Regions from separate parts of the Zea mays genome. Here region 1 is linked to region 2. Evidence: chromatin contacts called from public Hi-C data. All regions are on one chromosome and are shown on one strand. Each heading gives the region's core, a stretch centred on a gene start, on an enhancer-like site or on the middle of the called end of the contact. The rest is flanking DNA. Distances are from core to core; before and after follow the strand shown. Region 1 holds the start of LOC103646447 (subtilisin-like protease SBT1.7). Region 2 holds the start of LOC103646446.

The links. A called contact is a pair of places that touch in the nucleus more often than the background predicts.
Region 1: a contact with region 2 is called in a Hi-C map of leaf, with 5 times the contacts expected there. The contact joins the promoter of LOC103646447 here to the promoter of LOC103646446 in region 2. A contact is called at or near these places in 8 of 25 Hi-C or Micro-C datasets (bundle sheath, ear, endosperm and 3 more).

Annotation. Positions count from the first base shown.
Region 1 is chr2:53,174,155-53,178,194 of Zm-B73-REFERENCE-NAM-5.0, forward strand. It overlaps LOC103646447 (subtilisin-like protease SBT1.7), which reads right to left and starts at 2,784. Exons shown (of 1, transcript XM_008671183.4): 1 at 1-2,784. The coding sequence starts at 1,533.
Region 2 is chr2:53,042,767-53,046,713 of Zm-B73-REFERENCE-NAM-5.0, forward strand. It overlaps LOC103646446, which reads right to left and starts at 1,984. Exons shown (of 4, transcript XM_008671180.4): 1 at 1-1,984. The coding sequence starts at 1,667.

The DNA of each region.
Region 1 (4,040 bases), core at 1,534-4,033, 130 kb after region 2:
CGGCTTCAGGATCGTCGGGCTGATCAGGCCCGGCCCGCGGGCGGAGAAGTAGGACACGGTCGGCGCCGGCTTGACGCCGAGCGCCGTGCCGCCGAACCGGATGCTCGCCCTGGGCGCCCCTCCTCCGGCTCTGGCTGACCCTGCCGCCGTCGTCGCGTACTTGGCGATGGCCGCGCCGTCCGGCTGGGTGACCAGCACCAGCGGCATGGTGTACTCCGTCGGCTGGAGGAACTCCTTCATGTCGCTCGCGATGATGGCGCCGAGGCCGCCGTTGCTCTGCACCTCGTCCATCTGCTGCTCGATCTCGGTGCTCGGGCCGCCGGTGCACAGCACGTACTTCCCCCTCACGTCCTTGCTTCTCAGGCTGGAGTACTCGCACCTCTGCTTGCTCCTGTTGCCATGGCCGTAGTAGAGGCTCGCGCTGACGGTCGGCGTGCTCAGCGGGTACACCGACTTGCCCTGGACGGCCGCGCCGCTGCCGAGCGTGACGGTCGCGGTGAAGTCCCTGTCGATGCTCGCGGCGCCGACGGTCGTGATCCAGGGCGCGCCGTTCATGATGGTGTACCCGTCGGAGCCGTCGTTCCCGGCCGAGCACGCGACGAAGATGCCCTTCCGCATGGCGGCGAAGGCCCCAATGGCTATCACATTGGTGTCGTAGGACGTCTCGGGGAACCCCAGAGACAACGACATCACGTGGACGCCGTCGGCGATGGCCTGGTCCATGGCGGCCAGCACGTCGGTGGACGCGGACTCCAGCGTGTCTCCCGAGAACACGGCCTTGTACATGGCCACCCTGGCCTTCGGGGCGATGCCGGTGGCCGTGCCGTTGGCGTAGCCGAAGTAGCTCGCGCCGCCGACGGCGGCGCCGGCCGCCGTGGACGACGTGTGCGAGCCGTGGCCGTAGTAGTCCCGCGGCGAGTCGTAGTCGTCGGGCGAGACCGTGATGCCGCGCTGCTTGAGGCCCTTGCTGAAAGAGCGCGCCCCGATGAGCTTCCGGTTGCACGCGGAGGCCCTGAACGCCTGGCCGGCCTCGCACGCGCCCTTCCACCCCGCCGGGACGGGGCCCATGCCGGCGTCGCTGAAGCTCTCGCTCTCGGGCCAGACGCCCGTGTCGACGATCCCGATGATGACGCCGTCGCCGTACTTGGACGCCGGCCAGACGCCCGAGCCGCCACTCACCAGCCCGAGGAACGCCGGCGTGTGCGTGGTGTGCAGCCGGCCGTACGTCTCCGGGAACGCGGCCACGTGCCCGTCCACGCCCTTGAGCTCCTCCAGCTGCCGCGAGTTGAGCACCGCGCTAAACCCGTGCATGACGTGCGTGTACGTGTACAGGTGAACCGGCGGCGCCGCGCCGGACGGCAGCGACGACAGCACCGAGCGGTACCACCCCTCGTGCTCCACGAACGGCGCCGGCATCTTCTCCGCGTCCATGCGGACGATGTACGGTCGACGCTCACCGTCCGCCGCCGCAGCCGCAGCGGCGCACGCCAGCAGCAAGAGGCTGATGGCCCCGAACGGCGCGGCGGGAAACATGATCGCGGGCGTCAGAGGCAGCCCCAACTGGTACGCTGAGCTGAATCGACGCCGGATGAAGTGAGCTGCGCGCTGAGCTGAATCGACGCTTGGGCTCAGAGCTGCCGCTTCTTATGCATCATCATCAGCGGAGTGGAGAGTTGAGTGAGTGGATGCTACAAGTGGAGAGCACTCGCCGTCGCGTCTCGCCGGTGCAGTGGATAGTACAAACACACACACATTATATAATGGATCCCATGGCGGCCATGGGTGGCCAGGGCCGTACCTGTGGCCGTGGGGTGCAGAGGGTGCGGCCGCACGGGCCCAAAAAAATACAGGCCCCCAGCTATTGTATGGTAGCATTTTTTCTATTGAACACATCTATTATAGGCACAAATACGTAAAGAAGTGATGCGCTATCGAGTTATCGACTAGTCTCGCTTATATTTTTAAACTGTCTCAATTACTTATCGAATACTTCATCCGTTTCAAAATAGTATTTGTTTTAGTTCTTGATTTTTATGTTTATATTGATGATGATGAATCCACTAAAGAAGCAAAACAAATTCTATTTTGATATAGGGAGAGTATTATAAACTATACATATGATGGTTGCTTCGGCAGAGAGAAGCTTTTAAAAATTGAAATGTTTTTTAACTATTTTTGGTCAACAATAACTCAAAAGATGTTAAATGGCTTGACGATTTTATATATCGGAAAAAAGTTGTTGGATCAGATTGATCTCAATGATATAAAAGATGACTTTGTATCACAAAATGTTAGAAGATATTTTTAATAATATCAGATAACAAGTGTTTTTTGCTATATTTTACATTTGTTATCTTATAAACTTCAAAATAGTGCATAATAATTTTTATATGTCAAATATTTGATAATATATATATATATATATAATTATATATATTTGTGTGTGGGTAGGACCTCAATATCGGATTTCGTATTGGGTCCCTGAAAAGTCAGGAACGGCCCCATGGGTGGCCTGCATGTCTGTTGACGTTGCAATCATTGTACAGTGCCATTAGCCTTTCACGAAAGCAATGTACTGTGCATATGTAAACTATATATATGTAATCGGCGTCTGGTGCGCGTCCATGTCGCCAGACTTGCTTTCCGCCCACGGCAGCGCCGCTCTTATTCTCCTGCCTTTACAGTGCTTGCTAACACACACACACACACACACCTTGTTTACTCGCCAGTCAGTTCGTTACGCAATTGCAGACTAGTGCTTTCCACTTTCAAGCCAAGCTGCTGTCCTGTCCTGCTGAGCCAACTGCCGTTATCGACTTATCGCCACCTCAAAGAGATGCAGGAAAGAAAGAAGCGGGGGCGCCATTTGGGTATGGACGTGCTATCTGTTTCCTGTTGATACGATCGCGTGGAACCGCTGCGCAACAGGCAGGAACAGCAGAGCATGGAAAACAACAGCGCAGTCATGCAGTGCTGTGCTGCCTACTGTGGCCTGTGGGTGCTGCGTGCACTCACTCAGGCTGCAGGCTGGCATCATGGCATGCATTCAGGGATTGGAGGGATGGTGTTCGGTACGTGCTGCGGTCATAGCTGCCTTCCCTTCCTTTCATGATGTGCTCCTTTTCTCCGGCCTTGTGCTCCACCACCGCCGGCCGCCTTCTCGCCGCCGGACTGGACTGGATGATAGATAATTAGATATATAGGCGGGCAGCGAGCACTGAGAGCGACCGGTGACTGAGTGAGTGAGACCTCTGGGGCCTGGAACAGTGCAGCGTGACGACCGCGTCGTCCTTGCTTCAGTTCTGAGCTCTCTCTCTCTCGCCGGCTCGCGTGGTGACGGGCTCCGATTCCGGGTTGCATTCTCCATTCAATTTACTCTTCTCGCGTAACGAACTCTGCAACCACTGACGACGACGCGGCCCGGAATTTAGAGGCAGTTTTTTTTTTGAGGCCGTCGATCTTTCTTTCCTTTCTTTTCCTTGCTCTGGGTTTCTGAACAATTAGTTACTACTACATGTCTGTCTGAACTGAAACTTTGGTGAGTAGGGCAAAGATTCCAGGCGGAACAGCGCAGCGCGGTCGCACGCACATTCATCGATCCCGAGTTTCTAGCGTAACAGATTCTAATTCCTGACGACGATGGCATGGCAACACATCAACCAACAGCCCGGCACTGTACAGATCATCAGGGATCGATCGGTTGCTTGCTGCCTGTGAGCTCCAAATCAAATCAGTATGTGTATGTGTGTGTGCCTATATATATATATATATATATATATATATATATATATATATATATATATATATATATATATATATATATATATATATATATATATATATATATATATATATAAACCTGCCATCGCACTGTTCCACAGTTCGGTTACTCCAAACTTCGCTTCCTGTGAACTCACTGCGTATACGGCACAGTGCACTCGTAATTGCGAGATAGCTCCATACATGCAGCTGGACACAAGTACAGGAGATTGGTATCACTGTTTAGGCTGACTCCGTCGGGACTCGGAACTTGTACACGC
Region 2 (3,947 bases), core at 734-3,233:
GACAGTTCATTTGTCTCATTATTATCCTCAACTTCATAATGTTGAGGGATGTTCTTCTGTTCTTCCATTTCTTCAGTTTCACCTTGTGTTTCCTTTTCATGGGATGCCACTGATTCTGCCACTTGATTGCAGATAGCGCTTTGGTTATTCTGAGAAGAAGCAAATGTAGGACACAGTTCGTTTGTCTCCTTATTATCCTCAACTTCATAATGTTGAGGGATGTTCTTCTGTTCTTCCTTTTCTTCAGTTTCACCTCGAGTTTCCTTTTCATGGAATGCCACTGATTCTGCCACTTGATTGCAGATAGCGCTTTGTTCAGCATGTTCTTGGTCTTGGCCAACCAGCTCAACTTTACTGCCTTCCTCGATGCTAGTTATGGAATTAGTGTTAGCTTCTCCATCCATTGCCATATTGGATATTTCTTCAGAAGTAACCAAATTGAGCTGTTCAGACACAGTAATTTCTCTTTGACCTGGTCCAACATTCCTGTTTGCAAGCACTGTTCGTGGTCTTGTTGGAACTCTTGCAAAACTACAATAGTTTAGCAAATTTCTAGCGTCATTAGGCAAATTGCTCTCCATAACAGAGACCTCTTCCGACATTGTGTCATCTTCAGACTTCTCATGCAAAGTACTGTCATCTTCAACCTTGTCATTCAGAACACCGCTATGTTCAAGCCTCCCATCTGAGACCTTTTCACCTGAGGATACTGGCAAATGTTTTGTCCCTGCCTCTTCAACACCAGCAGAAGAATCATTGTTGCTATTATCCTCACCATTCAATGCTTGCTCAGCTACGTCTGAATTAGACACCACACTGTTCTCCTGCATTTTGTTTGCCTCATTTTCATCCTCCACCTCTTGCAAAGCACTAGCTTTCTGCTGGATATTGCTGTTAGAACTAGCCTTTGACCCAGTATCCTCCAGCTCCGACTCCCCCATCGCCTCCACCTTCGATGATGGCCCCTCCCAAGCTACCCCCGACATGCTACTACCAACCTCGTCAATCCCACCACCGCTTTGGCGCTCCCTTTTGAACCCAGGAGGAGCCCCATCATCATCCTCATCATCATAACTCCGGATATCAGAATACCGCCTGTTCCTCCCCCTATCCTTTGTCCAATCTGAATACTTATTGTCAGCCCCAAATTTCCTTTTCCCCCTTCCATTATAGTTACTACCGTTGCTGCTACTGTAGTCGCCACCACGGTTCCGCCGTGAGCGGGCGTTACGAATACCACGCTCATCATCGATCTGCCGCCGGCTATTCCTGGCGATATGGTATGCTGGGGCTTCCTGTGTCACCGAAAGCGGCGGTGGAGGTGGAGGCGGTAGCTGGCCCCACCCACCAGCGACGACTGTGCTGCCGCGCTGCTGCAAGGAGCCAGGAGGGAGCACGCCCTTCGCCACCAGGTACTCGGCAGCGAGGCGGCCGGCTTCCATGAGCACCTCATGCTTGTTCTGCGGCAGCAGAGGCAGCGCGGCCGCCGGGAGGGGAGGAGGTGGCGGCGGGTAGAACTGTTTCTGTCCGCGGCTGTAGGCGCCGCCGCCGCGTGCGAACGGCGGCATGCGGCTGCGGCTACCGGCATGCTGATAATGCATCCGCGGGGGCTCGTACTCGGATCGCGGCAGCGGCAAGCTCACGCCCTTCTGCCGCGCCCAATCCATTCCCGCGGTGGTGGAATCAGATGCGGCGAGAGCAAATAAAGCAAACAAAATCGGAGATGAGGAATGGATAAAAATAAACAGAGGGCGTGCGAATCGAACCCCAGGCAGGCAGGACGAGGTCTCAGGTGTTGACTGCGGCGCCGGCGACGAGGGCGCCGGTTGTGACCATCGGAGCCGCGTCAAACGGAGTCGGGTTGGTGTGCCTGAATTATATAAGCTTTGTTTTTATTTGACAGAAAATAAAAGGAAGTTTGTTTGAGAGTGATATGTATGAACAGTTCGATATTTTCTCCATCTATTTAATAATGTAAACCTCGTTTCAAGTTAAGGAATCTAAATTTAACTAAGTTCGTAGAAGATATTACTATGTACGTTCCAATCTTTGGTTAAATTTATTATAAAAACACATTACATAATTAATCTAGTATCCATCTGTTTTAAAATATAGTTTTTAGTCTTTTTCGGTCTATATTTATTTTTACGATAATAAATATAGACATATATACCAACTACATTTGTAGAATAATTAATAAATATATTTTTAATCTAAAATAAATTATATTTTATAACGAAGTGAGTAATGTTTATTATATATCATAGATATTAATATTTTTATATCTATTTGGTTAAAAAAATTATTTTTATACATGTTTGGTTAAAATTAAGAAACTTTAGGATACCATATTTACATTTTTTAGGACGTAGGATGGAGGTAGGAGTAAAGAAGTTATCGCTTCGTTTGGGAGAGCTCTGGTGTCACGCACCTTCATCGTGAATGTCACCGCATATGAGGAAGAGAGCAGGAGAGGTCCGAGGAAGAAGAGCGGAAGAAATGGACGAATATTGTTCTGTTATTCGACAACTCTATTACCAGCATCTCATCGAGTATTTGTATAACAATATATTTGACACGGCCCACGGCCCATTAGTCAAGTCATCCTTCGGCTCCCGTCACCCATGTATTAGGCCTGCGCACGCGACGGCCCATCCTTCCAACAGCAGCTTCATTCGTTCCTGCGCTTGCCGATTGGTGTTCAGAGTGTACTGAAGCCGATGGTATGCTGACATTCTCCTCCCCTTGAGAAGTCGCTTGACCCCAAGCTGGCGCTGATGGAAATTGGATACGTAAAGCCTCCTCATCTTCCCAAGTCGAAAGTGATGCACCGGAGTTTGACCACCCAATCAGCACCTGCCGAACAGATTTGCCTCCGCGAAGCACCACCCTACAGTCGATAATGTGCAGAGGAACCTGAAGATGAGTGGTAGCATCGCGAAGGGTTGCACTCACTGCTTGAGGACCCACCGAACGCTTGAGCTGAGACACATGGACCACCGGATGAATGGTAGCTGAAGGGGGCAGTTGAAGTTTGTAAGCAACAGCTCCAATGCATTGGACAATGGGATACGGACCAAAGTATTTAAAACTGAGTTTATGGTTTGCTCGAGTGGCCACCGATGTTTGCACATAAGGCTGGAGCTTGAGATACACCATATCGCCTACTTTGAACTCTCGTTCAGTCCGATTCTTATCAGCTTGAAACTTCATCCTTTGTTGGGCTCTGTGAAGGTGTTGTCGTACCAACTTCACCATAAGCTCACGCTGATCTAACCAAGTCTGCAGATCGAGTTGTGTCGTCGTATCAGCTGTAGAGAGCCCAAAGTGTCATGGAGACCTTGCATATAGTACCTCAAAGGGAGACCTGCCCAGTGAAGAATGAAAACTAGTATTATACCAGTACTCGGCCAGAGATAGCCAATGAACCCACTTCTTTGGACAAGCGTGTGAAAAGCTGCAAAGAAAGGTTTCCAAACACTGATTAACACGCTCGGTCTACCCGTCCGTTTGAGGATGATAGGAAGAACTCAACTTCAATGTGGTGCCTGATAATCTGAAGAGTTCCTGCCACAGCCAACTTGTAAAAATCTTATCACGGTTTGAGACAATGGATTGGGGCAAACCATGCAACTTGTAAACCGAATCTAGAAATAATTGAGCTACTTTCAATGCTGAAAATGGATGAAGAAGTGGCACAAAATGAGCATATTTAGAGAACATGTCGACTACCACCAAAATAGTATCAGCATTGATGGATTTGGGAAGACCCTCGATGAAGTCCAAACTGATTATCTGCCATGCAGTTTTAGGAACAGGTAATGGTTGAAGCAATCCTGGATATTTGCTTCTATCAGGTTTAGACTACTGGCATACCGAGCAAGCAGCCACAAACTCTTTTATGTGGGATTTCATACCCTTCCATGCAAACAATTGTTTAATTCTTC